Linked DNA regions of Mus musculus: regions 2 and 3 are each linked to region 1. The links are chromatin contacts, called in public promoter capture Hi-C maps. All regions are on one chromosome and are shown on one strand. The core of a region is the stretch at or near the end of the contact, and the rest is flanking DNA. Distances in the headings are between cores, read along the strand shown. Region 1 holds the start of Gpr156 (G protein-coupled receptor 156). Region 2 overlaps Gsk3b (glycogen synthase kinase 3 beta). Region 3 holds the start of Ndufb4 (NADH:ubiquinone oxidoreductase subunit B4).

The links. Promoter capture Hi-C pulls out the DNA fragments that hold promoters and counts their contacts. Capture Hi-C pulls out chosen DNA fragments and counts their contacts.
Region 2: a contact with region 1 is called in a promoter capture Hi-C map of liver, with 2.8 times the contacts expected there. The contact joins the enhancer-like site here to the promoter of Gpr156 in region 1. A contact is called at or near these places in 9 of 39 promoter capture datasets (the 3T3-L1 cell line, 3T3-L1-derived adipocytes, embryonic stem cells and 4 more), 11 of 484 Hi-C or Micro-C datasets (cerebral cortex, embryonic stem cells, muscle stem cells and 2 more), 7 of 115 datasets of contacts at active chromatin or transcription factors (astrocytes, craniofacial prominence, embryonic basal ganglia and 3 more) and 3 of 9 other capture datasets (embryonic stem cells, liver and macrophages).
Region 3: a contact with region 1 is called in a promoter capture Hi-C map of liver. The contact joins the promoter of Ndufb4 here to the promoter of Gpr156 in region 1. A contact is called at or near these places in 5 of 39 promoter capture datasets (embryonic stem cells, hippocampal neurons, liver and 1 more), 2 of 115 datasets of contacts at active chromatin or transcription factors (bone marrow-derived macrophages and embryonic stem cells) and 2 of 9 other capture datasets (adipose tissue and liver).

The regions. Positions count from the first base shown.
Region 1 is chr16:37,913,775-37,918,241 of GRCm38.p6, reverse strand. Gpr156 (G protein-coupled receptor 156) reads right to left here and starts at 1,746. Exons shown (of 10, transcript NM_153394.2): 1 at 1,627-1,746.
Region 2 is chr16:38,182,270-38,186,736 of GRCm38.p6, reverse strand. It overlaps Gsk3b (glycogen synthase kinase 3 beta), which reads right to left. Exons shown (of 11, transcript NM_019827.7): 4 at 2,192-2,302. Among named protein-coding and RNA genes, the nearest start is that of Gm25617, 26 kb to the right of the region's middle. Within about 2 kb of position 2,191, at least 27 of the 459 cell types and tissues checked have an H3K27ac peak or open chromatin away from gene starts, as enhancers often do. A contact at or near this core is called in liver, where this site is marked.
Region 3 is chr16:37,652,151-37,656,617 of GRCm38.p6, reverse strand. Ndufb4 (NADH:ubiquinone oxidoreductase subunit B4) reads left to right here and starts at 2,250. Exons shown (of 3, transcript NM_026610.1): 1 at 2,250-2,438. The coding sequence starts at 2,259.

The DNA of each region.
Region 1 (4,467 bases), core at 497-2,996:
TCTATTTCTTCCAATAAAACTTTCAAATGCCCTTATGGACAAATAGCAAGAAAATGTAATAGAGGAGCCCTCATCGTGAAACAGTGTAGTCCTTAGGCCTAGCATAGTAGCACACACCTTTAATTCCAGCACCTGGAAAGTAGAGGTACCTGGATCTCTGTGAGTTCAAGGCTACCTGATCTACAGATCAAATTCCAGGATAGCCAAGGCTGTACAAAGAAACCCGGTCCTGAGAAACCAAAACAAATCAAAACAAAATGGTGTGTCTGAGGCCGCTTCTTTTTAGTTAACTTCATTCCTTTGCTCATTCTTCCACTCTCTAGGACAGAAGTTGCTTTTAGCTATTTGCCCTCCTGGTCTCTGCTGAAGGACATTCCTGTTTTCCCAAGACTGGGCTTCTCTATTCCCAAGTTTCCATAAAGGCTTTGCCTCTGACCAGACCAACTCTAGGGAACAGAGAGAAGCTAAAGCTGGGGGCAATGATAGAGAAGCAGAAAGAATATGCCAGATACAGTGGTGGTCCTGCAGGGGAATCACACAGACAAAATGGGACCAGGGAGCCCCCTCTCTTTCTGAGAGAGTCCCAACTCAAGCCAGCCTGCCAAGGCACTTTATATCCCAGAGTCAAAGTGTCTACAGCCCCCAGACAAGTGATTCCCTCCTCATTTATCTGGATACACCCATTTGTTCCTTCTGCAGCAGTTAAAACTACAAACTTGGAAGCCTGGCTGGTGTTCCAACTCCTGGGAGAATCCAGCTATTGGTGGAGAAAAGGTGTTTCTCCCCCACCCTCTTTGGCGGCCTTGCTGCTTAATTAACACACCAACAAATATGGTGGTTTTAAACTCCCATCTGAAAACTCTTCTTTTTCAATGAAGTATTCACACTCTTAGCATCTCCCTCCACAGCTTGTTTAAGGAATACACTGGGAAAACAGGTTTATCAGAGGTACCTAGTTCTCATGCATCCAGAAAATAAACAAATGGGTAGAGTGGCTACACCGTCTTCCCTACACAGTTTAATCTCGAAATGTTAACAGGTAACAGAAAGCATTAAGGAAGTAGCACGTGATGCCCAACTTTCTAAGTGGAAGCCTCTACAACACGCTTGGAAACTGCTGCTGGTCAGATCCAAGGATGCTCAGGAGCCTGGGTCACTCCTCCAGTGCCCAGGAACAAAGCCTCCACACAGAACATAGGCGGTGTAGTAAAACTTTCTTCTCAGACTTCAGAGAGGGGGTGGGGGAACGTCAGCTCACCACCCTGCCCTCGGGGTGAGCTTGCACCTGCAGGGTAGATTTGGGGTCACGCTTGGAAATCACCCGAGTGTGGGAAATAGTTCTGAGATCTCCTTTTTGAGCACTTTGTTGCTTATTCAATAAAATAGAGAAGTCACACTGGGTTCACTCTCCCCTCCCCTTTTTCCTCCCAAATTATCAACGCCATCCCTGATGCGTGGCCACGCGCTCTTCCCTACTTTTTGGACTTCTTAAATCATTTCTGAATATCCTGCTCAGGTTTTGAATAGGAGAAGGGACTCCTGCCCTCTCCATTTCTTACTGGAGGTGTCTGTGTCCATAGGGAGGTCCTACAAAATCTGGGGTCTTCAAGGGCGCACTGTGCTCACCTTGCGGGGTCCCCGTCCGCAGAGATGCGCCGAGCCCGCGGCCGGGATTGGGACGCGCGTGCTCTTCCGGTCTCTGGTGGGCTCTCGGGTTTGGAAGGTGGCGGGAGGGACGCGGACCGCGCCCATCGCCTCGTAGACAGCCGGAGTGGCGGCTGTGCGGTGTGCGCGGTGCCCTGCGGGTCGCCTCCTCCTCTGTCTGACCGCCGTCCCTCCTCTGGCGCCACCCCGCGCCGCGACCGGACCCTGCGCTCGGCTGCAGGCCTCTCTACTCCGGAGTCCCTTTACTCCCGCATCCTCCACTCCTCCAAAGACGTCCACTCCTGTTTGAGCGGTTCTCTGGGCGACTTCCTGCTGCTGTGCTCAAAGAGCCGCTTGCAGCGCCGGTCTGAGGAGCCCTGTAGCCCGAGGATGCTCAGACCTCCGGAGCAGGTCCTGTGCCTGGTTCCTCAGTCTCAGATCCCGGTTTCTGGTTTTTTGTTTGTTTGTTTGTTTGTTTGTTTGTTTGTTTTGTTTTGCTTTGTTTTTGTTTTGTTTTGATACGGGGGGAGGTTATCCATTAGCTTTCCCTTGGCCTTTTGCATTTCTCCTTCCCTCTTCTTTTTCTTACTCCCCGCCTTTCCCTCTCATCTCTTCTTTTTCCTCATTCTTCATTTTTTATTTGGGCATTTTTTGATTCTTTACATTGAGCTTGTGTTTATTTTAGAAAGACAAGAATGTTGCTTATAATAGGAATGCGTGTGTGTGTGTCTGTGTGTCTGTGTGTGTGTGCATGTGTTTTCCCGTGACAAGGTTTCTCTGTGTAACAGCCCTGGCTGGCCTGGAATTCACTTTGGAGACCAGGCTGGCCTCGAACTCACAGAGTTCGACTGCCTCTGCCGCTGGAGGGCTGGGATTAAAGGCTTGCATTTCAAACACCACATTTTGACCACATATTTTAGGGACAGGAGGGGAGGGGGAACCGAGTAGGACTTCAGGGTTCAGATCACACATGGTAAGGAGGATTGGCTTTAAAATTTTTTAACCCCTCCCTCACTATTTCACCCAAAGGCTTCTTTTCACAGGAAAATACTTCATTGGAGAGGAAAATATGGGGAAAGAAATGAAGCAAACGTTTTATTCAGGACAATGCGTGTTTCTCACATCTTGTCCTGAATGTGAGACACTGAGCAAAATGTGAGTTTCTGTTCTGTGCAGTTAGATGCTGTCATTGGGGAGGCCCCCTTTGATTCTCCACTTTTGGGGTTACTCAGTTTAAAAGCCCAGGACAGGGATGTTGGAACAATGCCTCATGTGGTAGAGCAATCACTCTGGAAGCGTGAGGACCTGCTGGGGTTCCCCAACAAAAGCCTCTGCCTGTAATCTCAAGGCTGGAGGCAGCGAAGGGGACAGGCAGATTTCTGGGGTTTGCTGGACGGCCAGTTTACATTGGTAAGCTTTAGGTGCAGTGGGAGTGTCTGTCTCAGAATCACTGTGGAGCATAATTGAGGGAGACAACTACCATCAGTGCTCTGCACTCCACGTGTATGCACGCACAGTCACGTTTCTGGCACAGTCTTTCTCCATCACTCTCACTTCAGTGTCCAAAGCTGGATCTTGAGTCTGTCGCTCCCCATTAAGAATTTCCCCTCTGATCTCCGTTGCCTGTTCTCTTACCTCAGACTCCCCCAGAAAACAATAACCAGTTACTCTCACTGCTCTTCTATATCGGACTCCCTTTTCCAGCTTGCCCCCCCCTTCTCCCTCACCCCATTGTCCTTTTTCCATTGAGTTATCCCGCAGCCCCTCAATTACTGCGCACCAATTTTCATCTCCCACCTGGATCTACCATATTTACCTAAGAGGTGTTTCTGGAGACTCTTCTCTGCATTCCCACACTGCTGCCCTTGTTAAGTTTTAATTACCTTGGGCTGGATCATTTTAATAGTTTCCTAACAGGTTTTTTTTGCCTCCGGTCTCCCCACCATCAGCACAGACTTAAGAACGCCACTTTCATAATAAAACAAGCAAACCACCCCCCTAAGCTCACAGTGAGGCCCCTGTGCAATTCTAAGCCTGAGCTCTCACAATTGGGGCGAGCAGGCTGGCTTTCCAACCCTCGGTCCACTCAAGCTTAACTGCTGGGTTCTGAATACACACACCCTGGGTTGTCAAGCCAATTCATCTGTTTCTTTTAGTCCTCCCCACTTCCCTCATCCACATCTTTACCTGTTGACTTGCCCTTCCCCCCAACCTTCAATGTCTGAAGCAAATGCCTTGTCAGCATCATTCTTCCAGAGTTTATCATTCAGATCTGTGAGATGAGTTAATGTCTCCTTCCCAGCATTCTGTGTCTGTAACAGCGCTAGGTTGGGTTGTATGCCCCAACGGGGTGTATCTTCCTGTCACCCTAGCAACTTCCAGAGTGTACAAGACAAAGGATGCTTTTACCTCGGCATCATTCTCCCAAGGCACTGGCCACACATGCTTTTATTTTACTTTTAAAAGGTTTAAATGTATTAAATAATAAATGTATTAATGAATTAAAATTTGTTAAATTAAATTATATTTTATTACTATAAATTATATATTGAAATATATATCATATATAATTTCCTGAAACAGGACTCACGTGGCATGTATCTCAGGCCAACTTCAAACCTATGGCAGCCCTCCTGCTTCAGTCTCCCAAATATGTGATCACAATCTTTTTAAAAAACAGGTTTAAAACATCTACATAAGACTGTTCAATTGATTGTTGTTTTAAATCAAACAACTTTTATAATACTCATTTTTATTGTTACAATATTTTATAAATTTTTAAAGAATATGATAAAAAACTAAAGGTGTTACAAGTTTTTGGGG
Region 2 (4,467 bases), core at 942-3,441, 270 kb before region 1:
CTAGAACTATTAAGCCATCCTTGAGCTGGCTTTGTCTGGAATTTCTTCAAAGCAAGCAGAGAAATAATACCTTAAAAGATTGTTTTAAAGCTTTGAAACAGGAACCAAGAACCTTCAATCTTCCTTCCTTCCTTCCTTCCTTCCTTCCTTCCTTCCTTCCTTCCTTCCTTCTTTACTTATTTTTACTCTCTCAGGACAGACTCCTAATCGAATACAGCCTGACCCTGATCCTGTCATCCTCTAAAGTGCTGAGATTATAGACATGTGACACCTTCTCCACCTGATTCACCTTCAATTTGTTCTACGTGCTTACTTTCTGAGCTCTATTCCCTAGTTAATACGGTGGAAATAAAAAACCCTCTTGTCTAATTAGGAAAAACAGAAGAAGTACTGACAAAGACACCATCTTTTCAGACTGTATTGCTTAGGACTGACACTACTGAAATTAACATGAAAGCTACTTTCCTTCAGAGGTGTGAGAAAAGTGCTAAGACTAGACAGGTTTAATGTTAATTTAAATCAAGCTACACAAGTTAAAGCCTTCAAAATGAACCATGACAAAAATGTATACATAACATCTTTATGTCAGCATTTTGGAATTAAATTAAATTCAACTCTCTATGCACTTATACCTTGTCCTTTTAACATTTTTCTCAATTAAAAATAAACTTCTAAGAAAGAATGGCAGCTCTGTATCATTACTTTCCACAGCTGTCTGCTCTACTACCTGACGCTAGAACTTGCTAGAAAACCCATAAAGGACAAAAGGAGGGACTAAATCTTGTTCTGGGAAAAGTCTGGACCCATTCAGGACCCCACATGAATAATAATCTTCCTCTCTCCATGGCCCTAAGATGATTTACTCAGGATCCCCAGAGAGTTTGGAAGCCCACATTCCTGTCAGTATGCTCCCTCCCCCTGCTGTAAATGACTTTGAGTTGGAAGTGGCAGCATTGTGACCTCTCCAAGTCAGCTCCATGTCAGCTGCGGGGTAAATATGGAATTAGACTGCTGTCATTGAGAAACAGAAAAACAAACCTAACTCCTAGTTTAACAGCACAGATATTAAATATATGTTTCTAACTAGATTTGGTAATTCACACTTATAATCTCAGCACTCAGGAAGCTGAAGCAGGAGACCTGCTACAAGTATCAAAAGTTCCAGGGTGGTCTGAACTACAGGGTAAGACCCTATCCATCCCTCCCCTATCTCACCTCTAAAAAGAAAAATATATGCTTCCAATCATCTACCACAACTGTAACTAGGACTATACTATATAAATCCCTAGCTACACTGCTGTAGTTACATTTAAAAAAAAGAGGGAATTAATATTCGATACCAAAAACTAAATAATATAATCTGTTTAAAACTGACAGTTTAAATCTCTACGATGAATGCAACAAATATATCTACAAATGGTAATAAAGCATTACAAATGAATATGAAATGAACTCTACATTTATTTAGTGGTTTGTTTTGGTATGTGGCACAATGAAGACATCGAAAATGAAAACAAAGCTATGGGGTTGGGAGATGTCTCACTGGTAAGAGTATTTGCTGTACAAACACCAAAACCCCACCCTGAATCTCCAGCACCATGAACAAAGTTGAGAGTAGGTACACTTGGCTGCCAGCCCAGCCCTGGGTAGGAAGAGCGACTGAGACAAGCCCCAACTAAAAGCTTATATAGGGGTCAGGAAGAGACCAGTTCAAAGGAAAGGTGAAAAAAAAGCACAGTGTCTGCCTCCGGCCTTCACCTGAGCTTCACCTCCCCACAGCACACACACAAGGGCTAACACAATTCAAATCCTTAAGTGAACTTTACTCTATTTTATCAGAAGATTTATCTCAATTCAATTATCACATGAGCATGTGTGTGCAGGGGCACGAGCCACACACGTGGACGGTTAAGGACAACTTCAGGCAGCTGCTTCTCTTCTACCTGAGTAGGTTCCAGGAACAGAACCCGGTTATCAGCCTTGCACAGCAAGTACCTTTTTCCGCTGCAGAGTAATGAAAGCCTTAAGAGGACTCCATGCTATAAAACTGTGTAAGAATTCAACACAATCTAAAGCTTGCTGTTTTTACAAGGAGTAACCAGTGTCAATGGGGTTGACACATCCCAACCTTACCCATGGCTCACACAAAATGTTCTGGAAACTAGAAGGGGTTCGTTCCGTCGTCACGTACCTTGACATAGATCACAGGGAGTGTCTGCTTGGCTCGACTATAGTGTCTGGCGACTCTGTACACTGTCTCCGGAACATAGTCCAGCACCAGGTTAAGGTAGACCTCATCTTTCTGTAAGGTTTTTAAGAACAAAAGAACAAAAACAGATTAGAGACTGATCTTAGGTATTCAAGTGAGAGCAAATTTTCTATACACCTCTTATTCAGATGTTTAAAGAAAAGCTTCATATGGTTAATTTTAATTACACAAAATTACTTTTGAACATGAATAGAGCTGAACAAATGCACCTACCATACTTTATAATCCCAGTATAGTTAAGAGTCCCATCATGTTGCTTATACTGTGTTATGATAGCTTATCATTTATTATAATGTTTATTATTTTTTAGGTTAAAAAAACATCAATGTCTTTTCTCCTATGTGGAAAAATTGCTTGAAGATGCATTGAGTCAAAAGCCAAGAAACCAGGTTGCTAGCCCAGGCTCTGCTGCCAAGTGATGTGTATGACTGATGATATGTCCCGGCTTCAGTTTCTTCAGCTCATAAGAAAGGATGAACTAAGCATTCTTTGAAACACTATAGCCTCCATACAAATGTTTTGTTTTTCTGAAAGGCTACAGATCACTAATATAACAAACTTATGGCAATGAGGTCATACCCAAAAGCTTGTCAATTAGTCTCCAGTGTAGCATCATAAAGACAAGAGTTCAAGGTCAAGAGAAGGAAAGGAGGTACAGGAAAGAGAAGAAATCACTAGCCACACCCTGTTCTCTGAACAGCACCAGTTGGGTAAACTGAGGGAGAACAATGAGGTTAAGGATTACTATTGGTTACTGAGTGGTGAAACTGTTCACAATTCCACCTTATCAAACTGGAGTCTGAGTCAGTGTTTTGGGTGCATCTCCTATGGATCAGAGATGCTACAGGAGGGAGGGGTAGGTGAAGGTACAAAGTTACCCATGTGGAACTCTCTGCTCTACTCTCCCACTCTGTGACTAAAAACAAGTATATGTTTCTTATCTTTTAAATGAAGACTGAAACAACAGAGAGAAAACCCTATATTTAAGATATGGGTTCAGAGCATTCCACAGAGCCAAAAATATCTTTTTTGATGGTCTTTCTTCTTCCATAGTCAACTGGAATACTAAGTCTGCCACTCTCATCAGCACAGGGGAAACAAACGATGCTAATTATCTTTATAAACACAGCTATACTCCACCAAGTAAACACTGCCTATTGCTGTTTGGGGGCTAAAATGACAAGAATCAAGTAGTTGTGGCAGGGACTGGGTAGATTTCAAAATAGCTTGCAAAACTGAAAGTATCAAAGGAAAAAAAAATATGTGTGTGTTTTTTGTAACTCTGGATATATTAGCTTTCTGCACAGCCTGAACTCAAAGCAGCATGGCTACAAAATTGTGTTGACTGGTCTCATATTAAAATCATCATCAATAAATTAAGTTGGAGTTGAGAGACAGATTCTATCTTGGTTTAAATATCTGAAGTCCCTGCTAAGAATCTTGGGTTGGAGCAGTGAGGTACATGCCTCAAGCCCAGAGCTCGGGCTCATGAAGCAGAGGCAGGAGGATCTCTGTGAGTTCCAGGCCAGCCAGTCTAGTCTACAGAGTGAGTTCCAGAACAGCACAGTGTTGGGTGAGACTGGAGAGATGGCTCAGTGGTTAAAAGCACTATCTGCTCTTCTAGAGAACCCGAGTTCAATTCCAGAACTCACACAGCAGCTCACATACTCTAATACAACAGTGGACAGGCAAAGGTTAGCATCCCTTATGCAAAGGGAAAAATAGTAGAAAACGAAAATCAAACAAGATGAGATTAAATCTTAGCTCTTGGATGATCATATGCACTTCTCCCACCAAATGTTAGTTTATGACTTAACTAGATGCATTCATCAACAATTCACAGATTGTACTAACCAAATAAAAGCACCAGGAGACAGGTCTGACAGTCAAACTGCAATCTCTTGTTTTAACAAACTGTCTAAAACTGACACCACTAACAATGGCTCAAATGGAAGAGCAAGTACGGACTGTCAAGTCTAATAGGCCAGACTGAGTGAACTCTTAATGAAATTTACCAAAGCAGAAAGCCTTATAATGAAAAATCAGAGCATCAATATACAAAGATCAGCCAGACAAAACCAAGACCAAAGCTGACAGTCATCTGGAAGGCAGACAAGTGGTATAACTACGGAGAACTCAAGGGGGGCCACGGGGGCACTCCTAAGGGAACACACGAGCCCTAGTGCTGTGTGTGCTGT
Region 3 (4,467 bases), core at 1,001-3,500, 260 kb after region 1:
CCTAAACCTGCATCTTTGAGAACAACTTTCTTCCCCCCCCCCATTTCCCCTCTCCTCCCCTTCTCCATCCCCGTCCCTCCCGCCCCCCTTCTTTAAATTGAGTGTAATAATTTTTCTACTGCCCTGAAGCAGGCTTTCTTATGAGTCGATTTAGCTTCATATTCATTTGGACATGGAACTACTTTGCAGATATCCTGCTCTGCCTGTTCACTGCATGACTGTCAGCTACGGGGGGGTGGGGGGGTGGGGGGGTGGGGGGGGCGGATAACAAGGATCCAGCTTCCATTTCTTGTGTAATTTCTCTACTGAGCCCAGAAGATTGACTAAGACGGAATGGTGTAAGGTATGCTTCATGCAGGGGTGCTTAATAAATATTTTAAAACAGTATTAGAGTGTTGAATAAATTTGACAGCAGTGCTGTTGCTCATCACTTCAGTGCCAACACTTTCTAGGCCCTGTCACTGCCTAGCAACCACTCCCCCCACATACCTACATGTCCCCGGAAGTTTGAGCCAAGTTGAAGCTCTTTTTTGATCTAGCTTTCCTTGTTGGTGTTATTGTTTCCATTGTTGCCTCCTGAGGAGTGTTTTATGGGAAGCTAAGGACCCTGCTGTGTGCCTTGAAGTTGATCTTTCCCCTTAGTGATAGTGTGTGGGGGTGGGGGTGGGGGAGTGAGGAGTGTGAGTGGGAGGGAGTAAGGAGGGGTGGTGACAGGGGGTGGAGCATTGGAGGGGGGATGGGAGCGGGAGGTGCAGAGATGCTGAGAGCTGCATGTTACCTTCATTTACTCTCCAAATCATCTTTCCTGTTCTTATTCTCTTGAAACAGAGGTTTGTGGTGTACCCCAGGCCGGCCTTGAGCTCAGAGCTCCTGCCTCAGCCTCCCAAGGGTTTGCGGGAATGCACTGTTATTCTGCTTGTTACTTTCCTATCTGAAAGGATGTCTTTTACTTTCAGCACCTGAGGAGTGCTGAGGATTTAAGAGAGGTGTTTTTGTTTTGTTTTGTTTGCATTTTCACTAAGGTATTTACTCAGGAGTTTCATTCTTTATTATTTTCTGATCTACTACAGCCAGGTAAAACTTGCTCTGTAACCCCACTCTCCTTTTAAACAGTATTTTATGTCTTCAAAAGATAAGCTTATACTTAGGTGGTGAAGAACCAGTCTGCCTCCATCTTAGGTTTAAAAGCCATCTGATAGTAAAGACAAACTAAGTTAAACAAATTAACTTGATGAATTAAAGCTGTTAATTAATCAAAGATTGGGCTATGCCCCACCTGTAACCTTAACTACAAATGGTTCTGTACTGCCTGTTCCAGGAATAGCACTCACATTTTTGTTTCAAAAAGTTAATGTTTATCTTGCAAAAGGTTTGTATGGGTACCTTGTATGACTACCTGCTGTTATGACTGCCTTTGTGTCTTTGTTTCAGGAGACTAACTTATTATGCCTATATTCTGCTCCTGTAACTCCTATTTTGCCACAAATCCCCCATTTAGAACTCCTCTACCTCTGAGCTATAAAAGCCTTCCTCACATCCAATGAACCTTGCCTTAGGAGGAGGCAGGGGGAGGCAGCTCGTGTACAGGAATAAAAACCTGACTTTAATTAATCTGGACGAGATGATCTGAGTCGGTGGTCTTTCTCCTCCCATCTTTGGGGTTAACAGTGGATTGGTCCTAAAGTGGTAACCTTTAGAAAGCTTATTCTCTTTTTTGTTTGGGGTGGGGCGTAGCTAGGGAAATGTTTGAAAAGCAATTTCATTGTTTTCAATGTCTCATTTAATTCCAACAACCTTGCTAGGAGTGCAGAGTCAAGGTCATTTCTCCAGGGTAAGAAAAAGGAAATTTGGGAGACACTAATGACCTTGACTAATGACAAGGTCACCCAGGTTGGAAGAACCCACCCTGGACTGTAGGACTTCAGGAGTCACAGACAACCCAGTTTCCCAGTCTCCTCTAGTCTACTCAACTTCAGGAAATCAGTTCTGCAAACAAGTAGTAGCACAGAGAGAAAAGGAGTTTACCACCAGACAAGAGGAGGCAAAACGAGAAGCAGTGCGCACGCGCAGAATACGCGGGACGAGGGCGTGAAGGAGGATTGGCAAAGGCTCCACCCAGCCTCGAACCCCACCCCTCTCCCGCCCCTTCCTGCCAGAGCGCCTTGTGCGCGCGCAGGCGCACTTCCTGAGCCTGAAGGTCAGACTCGAGAGGGCAGCCCTCATATCCGCGCAGGCGCAGATGTGCGCCGGGAGTCAAGATGTCGGGTTCCAAGTATAAGCCTGCGCCCCTGGCCACTCTCCCCAGTACCCTCGACCCTGCCGAGTATGACGTGTCTCCGGAGACCAGAAGGGCGCAGGTCGAGCGCTTGAGCATAAGGGCCCGGCTTAAACGGGAGTATCTGCTTCAGTACAACGACCCCAAACGCGTGTCGCACATCGTGAGTGGGGCCGGGCGGGACTGTGGGCCGGGGCAGCCGCATCTCGCGTGGGCACACGCGGGGCCGCCCAGCTCCCTCCGTGTGCTGGACACCGGCCCCGAGCCGCACAGCCCTTGGCCCTTCAACTTCGGCCTTCGGCTCAGTGGTCAAAGGGATCGGACGGCTTCCCCCTTGGTTTAGAGAAACTTGTTCCACTCTGCATAGTCTCGGCTTTCTTGTCTGAAACATGGCCATAATATGGTCCTTCATATCTTTTGAGGCAGATTAACACATGACTGACTAATCTAGCACAGTATCTTCCTCGAAAAGGGCGTGCTCAAGCCCGGTTCTCCCAAGTGTACTGCATAAAAAGCTGTTTTGTGCCATTCAGCTCCTAACTCTCAAGGACACTTCTTTCTTTCTCTTGAGAATAGGGGTTGTTCAAATGAAGTGTGTTATAGAAGCTGAGGCTTTGATGCATTCGGCTTTGGAAGCAGACCTCATGGCCCCATATAATAACCAACTATGATCCCTGGGCAATTTACGTAATCCCTCTCAAACCATAGCTTTTTTGTGTTCTCGTGGAAAATGGTGTGCATCCGTCAGATTTGTGAAATCAAACAAGAAAGTACGTAGCATTACTATGTATGTAACATACATCACTAAAAAAATATTTTGGCAAGTGTGCTTTTAGACAGTTTCTTCTGTAAAAGCTGTCTAAATATCTCAAATGGGATTTTTTTTTAAATAAAGATTTTCCAACAATTGCATACATATTCTCTATCATTTTTGAAAGTTAGAACAACCAAGGGAAAGTTACACAAAGTGGTCAGGTTCAATGCTAGTCTCCAGGTGGCTCAGAATGCCAGGTCCTCCAGCCACAGCCTCACATACTGGGGTTACTGCCACTTGAAACCCATGCCTGGTCTGAAAGACATTTAAAAAAATTAAATGTCGCAGTCATTCACAGAGGTTACTGTGTTAGTCTCTTGGCTTTCTAGATGAGACTGTATGGACAGTGACACCCAGAAACAGGTCACACACCCTAGTCTGTGTGACTTATATTACCTTCTGCACAGATAGAGTATCCTCAAGCAGACCTTTGTTTACATGGTGAAAGAGATACACCTGTTCTATACTATAAGCTAGATAGCATGGGATTGTTACTATTTTTTTTTTTTTTTCAGACAGGGTCTGAATATACAGCAGCCCTGGCTGTCCTGGAAATCAGTATGTAGAACAGGCTGGCCTTGAACTCACAGAGATCAACCTGCCTCCGCTTTGTGAGTGCTCACATTAAAGGCATGAACCACAACACGGGGCCTGTTTGTTTGTTTAACTTTTTAAAAGTAACTAGAGTAAGGCCTCAGTCAGATGTGAAGTTTGAACCCCCAGTCGTCTGTTTTTTGATCTCTGTAACCCAGGGAAGTTTCCATTTCGCATCTCTAATAGAAATAGAGACACCTGCCTCCTTAGCTGCCCCATTAATCGTTTACCAGCCAAAACTTGTGCACCCTTTGTCTAGTCTTTAGGGGTAACTAATTAGGTCAAAAATAACTGCTCAGGACCTATTATGAGACGAAGATGCTGAGTTGAGAGTACAAAGCCAGCTGGAAGTCCCTGGCCTTGTAGAGCTACCTGTGTTTGGAATGGGGATGACAAATACTAAGTGCGTTAGAAATCTGAATCATTTGGTGTTTGAGCCGGTGGTGAGTGGTACAGAAAATAAGGGTGGGGTCAACCCTGCGTGCACCAGGGAAGGAAGCACCTGTTTGGAACAGGGCTTTGGGCATCTTGTTTTTGTTTGTTTGTTTTGTAGTGTTTGGGATCAAATCCATGGTCTCACATGGGAGGGAAGCGCTCACCACTGAGCCACAATCCCATTCTTGGAGCATGACATTTAAGTAAGGATCTGAAAGAAGTGAACCAAAGGAGTTAGCTTGAGGGAAAGGGAAAGAGTGTGCCAATTAGAAGACACTGTAGGTACAAGACCAGCTCTAGCATTTAATATATCTCAAACTATACCAGAGAGCTATTTCAAAATATGTTA